2 separate regions of the Mus musculus genome follow, and region 2 is linked to region 1. A link is a contact called in public ChIA-PET data. All regions are on one chromosome and are shown on one strand. The core of a region is the stretch at or near the end of the contact, and the rest is flanking DNA. Distances in the headings are between cores, read along the strand shown. Region 1 holds the start of Ttf2 (transcription termination factor, RNA polymerase II). Region 2 overlaps Cd101 (CD101 antigen).

Region 1 (3,120 bases), core at 327-2,826:
ACAAACAAAACATTCTTTATATTTCTGTGTTTTTTTAAAGAAACCAAAATTCTCACTACAAGAATCACCGTGGTCCTCTTTCCCCAAACCTTAGTGTTTGTGGTCTCCACCTCCTCAGATGGTATCCACTTCACATGCATATAATACAGATCTTGGAATTGCAATCTAGGAATAAAGAAAATCTGTTTGTATAAACTTTCACTGGAGAACTGGGGTGGGGCGTGCCACACTGCGTGCACTTGGAAATTCATCTCTCTCTCAAGCTCTCCGGGGTTTGCTGCTGACTCCATTCATCTTGACATTTATATACTATTTTATATTTATTTAAGCATTAGGTAGAGGCTAGTTCAGCTTCTTCCACTCAGTAAGCCCCTTGTGGTTAGAACAGTTGCTTTAAATGTATGCATTAAATGAACTTTATATTTCTCAAACACCTACTCCTCTTGGGACACCAAAAAAGCTATTTAGTAAGAACTGCTTAATTCATAAATGATACCTCGGGACTGTCTGGACTCTGAACTCCTAAAACATTTACAGCCTCCATATAGCCCAGACTTCTTAGACATTGCAGCTTTTCTGTCCTCATAGCAGTTGTGTGTGCCACTCCAAGACACATGATCTTCAACTGCTGAAATATGAAGTCATGGCTATTGCAGCCAAGCTCCGATAGTCATTCCTCACCTTCTGCTCACTGAAAGAATCCATTACAAGTTCTTTCCTTTCCTTTTCTTTCTTTTTTTTTTTCTTTTTGGTTTTTCGAGACAGGGTTTCTCTGTGTAGCCCTGGCTGTCCTGGAACTCACTTTGTAGACCAGACTGGCATTGAACTCAGAAATCTGCCTGCCTCTGCCTTCCAAGTGCTGGGATTAAAGGCGTGCGCCACCATGCGTCACTCTCGGTTTTTTAAAAGTACAAATGCAAAATAAGTTCAAAAGGTTTGACAATGCAAAACACACAATGTAAAATTAGTAAGCACGCAAGGTCTTGTATTGCCCTCAGGTTCTTCTCTCAGACCCAGGGCGTCCACACCAGGCGGTCCTTAGAACCTCACCAGGGGAAGGCAGCCTAAGACTCAAAGAGCGCGGAACCTGGAACTGAGATCTGTGCAGATGTTCAATCTTTGGTGACCCCGTGGACGCCCTGCACTCATTTAAAGGTTGCCCGGGGTCCTAAGGGAGTCTTTGTGCTTATTACAGACTATGCAGTAGATTCCCAAAGTTTTAAGGGATGCTCCCGCCTTTTGGCCGCCTCAAGTTGAAGTGTTCCCGCCCACAGTGGCTGCTTCCCGAGCAGGCAAGCGGCTCTGGCTCCCTCTGGGTCTAGTGGTTCCTCTGGAGTCTCCCAAGCTCAGCCTCGTCCACTTCTCTCCAAGTCCTGCTTTCCCCAAGCCAGGGAGCATGCCGGCGTCCTCACTGGAGCTCAGCCACGCCTCCTCACTCCAAGTTTGATTTCAGAGCGCGCCAAGCCTGAGGGAGACTGTAATTGGTTGAAAGTGAGAGACTCTCCCGCTTGATTGGTGGAGTGTTGTGGTGGGCGGGACGGGGCGGAGTCAAAGACGGAAACCCGGCGGGCCAGGGCTTCCTGGCTGCGGTATGGACCTGGTTAAGTGTCCGGAGCACGGTAAGGCCTCAGTCTCGGGATTTCCCTCCCGGGGACTGTGGGACTGGCTTGGAGTGGCCGATGCTGACCTTCTTGTTTCCTCAGGGGACGCCTGCTTCTTAAAGACCGGCGTCCGCGATGGCCCGAATAAGGGAAAGAGCTTCTACGTGTGCCGGACGAACACATGCGGCTTCGTGCAGGCCACCGAGTGAGTCTCCAGCCCGGCCCGGTTACACGGAGTGACCCAGCCTGGTCACTTCAGCTGCCTTGGGACGCGGACTCACCCACACTCCGATCCTTCTAGAGTCTGCTTCAAGTTTCTAGGCACCTGTCTGGCCTTACTTAGCCACTCCCCTTTGCCCCGGCATCCTTTCTGCTCCCTCTAAAAAGTGTAAACAAACAGTGGACATGGGAATTAATTTGCTAGTCTTGTACCAATTTTAGGTCGCCATTTAAATTTTACGTTTAAGGTTAAAACATGTTAATTAGACACAAGCTTTTCTCCTTCATCTAGTGGCATGACGTTAACAACCCAGAGAGAGCCAGAGTCTTTAGGGCAGTGTTTCTCAACCTGCGGGTCACGACCTTCAGGATCTAAGGACGCTTTCACAGGGGTTGCATTTCAGTTATCCTGCAAATCAGATATTTTTACATTGCGATTCAAAACGGCAAAAATTACAGTTATAAAGTAGCAATGGGAATGATTTTATGATTGGGGTCACCATAACTGTTGTAACGGGTATTAGGAAGGTTGAGAACCGCTGCTGTAGGGAGTTAGTGCTGAAAGAAACATCAGAGGTTGATGTGGATCGCAGGTTCTGCAGATGTGAAAGCTGAGACCTAGAAACCTCAAGCATCTTGTCTAAAGTGAGGAAAGTCAAGTGTGACAATCTTTTTTTTTTTTTTTTTTTTTCCCAGACAGGGTTTCTCTGTATAGCCCTGGCTGTCCTGGAACTCACTCTGTAGACCAGGCTGGCCTCGAACTCAGAAATCCGCCTGCCTCTGCCTCCCAAGTGCTGGGATTAAAGTCGTGCGCCACCACCGCCCGGCAAGTGTGACAATCTTAACATACCGGGTGTTGACATTCTCGAAGTGAAATTACACTGTGGTGTCATTTAACATTTCTCCCTGCTCTCTATTCAGCTGGACTTTGTAGAGCATGGTTATTTTTTTTTCAGTATCATAGCTATACTAATATACTAATGAATATTAGTAATATACTAATGAATAGTAGTACTGGAATAACTTGTATGATTTGTGTCTCCACTTTGTACCAGAATTTACTATTTATTTCTAGAAATATTATATAGATAATGTTTCTAAATATACTGAGATTTGGTACCCTGCTCAAATGTTTTAAGACACATGTGTGCTCATGTTTATAGGAATTGTGCATCAATGTTGGTCTTAGGTTTGTTTCAACATTAAAAGAAATGTTCTTGTGGACTGGAGAGATGGGCCAACCTTTAAGAGCACTGGCTGTTCTTCCAGAGGCCCTAGCTTCAATTTCCAGCACCCACTT
Region 2 (3,120 bases), core at 367-2,866, 41 kb before region 1:
CTGAGAACAGTCGTAGGCGAGGGGGGAGACTTGGAGAGCCGAGGTTGAAATTCAGGACAGACTGTACTGTGGACCAACCTCTACCCCCAAATTCATGTCACTCCAGGAACACAAGTGTGTGGCCCTGTGTAAAGGGGGCATTGAGAAAACTTGGAAGTCCCCGAGCTTGGACCTGGTAAACAGGAAGTGTGTCTCACATTCTCCCCCACAGAGTCAAGTTTACGAGTTAATCTGATGAGCCGTCAGCCACAAGTGATGCTAGCCCATACCTTCCACCTGTCCTGTGTAGTGAGGGCCAACTACTCGGATCTCAAGCTGCCGTTCTCGGTAACGTGGCAGTTCCAGCCAGCGGGCTCTGGAGCCTTTCATCGGCTTATTCGAATTGCCCACAATGGCACCGTTGAATGGGGGGACGTCCTCTCCCAGATCCACAGGAAGACGAAGGTGTCACAGTCTTTCTTTCGTTCTCAACTCCAAATCTACGATGCAGCTATGGAGGAGACAGGGGTGTATCGGTGTACAGTGGAGGTTTATGACAGAGATTCCATATGCACAAGTGGCCCAGCCAGAGTATCTGCCACCTCTAACCTATTAATGATTACTGTCACCTTTCCAGGTAAGTGATACTTGACATTGAGCCTTTTTTAAAAAAGAAAAGAATATCCTTTTTTTTTTGGCCAGGTTTAGTGCATACCTATAATCCCAGTATTCAGGAGGCCAAAATAGGAGAATTGAGAATTTGAGGTCAGCCTAGGCTGAAATAGTGAGCCCCTGTCTCAAATAACAACGGAGCTCCTCCCACTTTGTGTAAACTATAGAAACAGACATAATGTATCCATTCACCACGTTTGTCCTGGTAAAGTGAGCATGATTTAATGGCATCAACATGAAGTTAGTATACGTGGAATGGCCACATTGGTTGCTAAAACAATGAAATACTTCCTTAGCAGCTAATAACCACTGCTCTTTGACCTTTCCACACCTGCCACGAGTTCTCATTGCCAGCAGCCTCATGATACTGTGTGGCACAGCTGAGCCTCAAGAACCTCCTACAGGGCAGATGATATTTTAAGTCAGTCACTGCTGGTACTCCAGCGTGGTTTTCGTATTTGGAAGTGGTGGGGAATCATGCAAATTCTATTAGAATACTGTCTTAGGGTTTTATTGCTGTGAAGAGACACCATGACCATGGCAACTCTTATAAAGGAAAACATTTAATTTGGGCCTGTCTTATAGTTTCAGAGGTTCAATCCATTATCATCATGGCTGGAAGCATGACAGCATCCAGGCAAATGTAGTGCTGGAGAAGGAGCTAACAGTTCTACATCTTGATCCACAGGCAGCAGGAAGAGACTGTGTGCCACACTGTGGATAGCTTGGGCAATAGAAAACCTCCCAACCTCAGTGACACACTTCCTCCAACAAGGCCACACCTCCTAATAGTGCCACACTCCCTATGGCCAAGTATTCAAACACATGAGTTTATAGGGGGCATAACCATTCAAACCACAACAAATATGCTTAGCTGCCTCTTTTAATATATTAACATGTAAGAGAGACTTTGTGGTTCCAAGTCCAATTCAGTCTTAATGCAATAGCAGAACACAGAGGCTGAAAGTGAAACCCTCCCTAGCCTGAGGTTCTGCCACGCCTTGTGCTTCCTCTTTCCTGATTTGCTGTGAGGGACTTTGAGATGGCTCAGATGTGATAAGCTCCAGGTTTGGGCAAGTCACTTAATCTATCCCTACCGTAGTCAACACCTCGATAAATCTCTGACGTAACATTGAACTGGGGTGTGTCTATTGTGCCCCCAAAGCAAATAGTCTTGCATGGCAGCCACCACCTGCTCTGTGCTGCTGAGCAATGTTTTTGTTAATAGTCGTGATCTTGCTCATGAATTCATGCCTTGACTTACTCGCTCTTCCCATGATGTCTGAGATTGCTTCCACGAGCCTTGCTTGCTCTCGGCTCCACGCCATGAGGTTTCCTTCCTAACACCAAGAATTCCTTCTCCTCCTCCTCCTCCTCCTCTTCCTCCTCCTCCTCCTCCTCTGAGTCGCTATATTAATTCTTTTGTTTGTTTTTGTTTTTGTTTTTGTTTTTGACGGTGTACAGTCTAGCCTGAAGTTCTCAGTCCTTCTGCCCCAACCCACTAAGTGCTCTGGTTACAGGTGTATGCTCCAATGCTTGGCTTGGCTTTTCTTTCTAAACTAGTCTTGTTAGGTGACCAGGAATGACCCTGAACTTCTGAACCTCCTCCTTGGTACTCATGCACTCGTCCCATTGAGCCCAGGTGGTTTTGTTTGTTTGTTTGTTTTGTTTTTTAAAGCAACTGTTCTTAGATATGTCCTCTGAGTCTCCACGTTTTTCTAGGGGAAACAATTCTTCCCGTGGATACAATCTACTTGTTGACAACCTCTGTGTTCATTACCCAGAATGGTTTGTCTTCTGGTCTTGGAATTTACATCTAACTGCTTCCAAGGCATGCCTATATTCAGTGTCATAGCGTAGGTCGTTATCATTGTCCCTTCCATATTGTTCATGATGTGGTGGTCCTCCCCACGTCCCAGCACCACAGATTAGAAACCTTGTCCTCCGCATGTCCAAACTCCCATGACAGGCATAAAAGATCTTTTATACTCACTTGTCTCTTCATCGCCTCCTACTTTCCATCCTAGATCTGACTTCCAACCAAACTCAACTGCCTGGATTCGATAATCCCCACTTCCTTTTATGTGGAAATCCTTTGCTCTCTATTCATCAGAATGACTGCTATTGATCTTCAAGGCTCAGTTCAGAGACGTCTCCCCTCACTCCTGACCTTGGGTTAGATAAATCTGCTGGGGGATCCTAACATTTGTTCCATTACTGCATATCTCTGTCCTATATTGGTGACCAATTCCAGGAAGTCTTTGTTCCTATCCTATAACTTCCTCTAAACCGTGGTTCACTGACAGGAGCTATATACAAAATACCTAGAATAGTCTGGTATGTGATACACAATGTGATTAATAAATGTTTGTTGAAGGGGGAATTCAGGGACCTACTGGTAACATCAAGAAAAGTAGAGTTATCAACAAGAGATGGCAAAGAGGTTTGTGACATTTATTGTTCATCTTA

Evidence for each region. ChIA-PET counts read pairs in DNA pulled down with a chosen protein or histone mark.
Region 2: an RNA polymerase II ChIA-PET map of memory CD8 T cells shows a contact between it and region 1, with 727 read pairs. The contact joins the enhancer-like site here to the promoter of Ttf2 in region 1. A contact is called at or near these places in 4 of 15 datasets of contacts at CTCF or cohesin (CD8 T cells, the G1E-ER4 cell line, the NIH/3T3 cell line and 1 more), 26 of 484 Hi-C or Micro-C datasets (the Ba/F3 cell line, the C10 cell line, CD4 T cells and 17 more), 8 of 115 datasets of contacts at active chromatin or transcription factors (CD8 T cells, bone marrow-derived macrophages, double positive thymocytes and 5 more) and 3 of 9 other capture datasets (adipose tissue, embryonic stem cells and liver).

What each region holds. Positions count from the first base shown.
Region 1 is chr3:100,968,119-100,971,238 of GRCm38.p6, reverse strand. Ttf2 (transcription termination factor, RNA polymerase II) reads left to right here and starts at 1,576. Exons shown (of 23, transcript NM_001013026.2): 1 at 1,576-1,619; 2 at 1,704-1,806. The coding sequence starts at 1,592.
Region 2 is chr3:101,009,282-101,012,401 of GRCm38.p6, reverse strand. It overlaps Cd101 (CD101 antigen), which reads left to right. Exons shown (of 9, transcript NM_001167906.2): 6 at 212-616. Among named protein-coding and RNA genes, the nearest start is that of Cd101, 19 kb to the left of the region's middle. Within about 2 kb of position 1,616, at least 112 of the 459 cell types and tissues checked have an H3K27ac peak or open chromatin away from gene starts, as enhancers often do. A contact at or near this core is called in the Ba/F3 cell line, CD8 T cells, the G1E-ER4 cell line and 12 more, where this site is marked.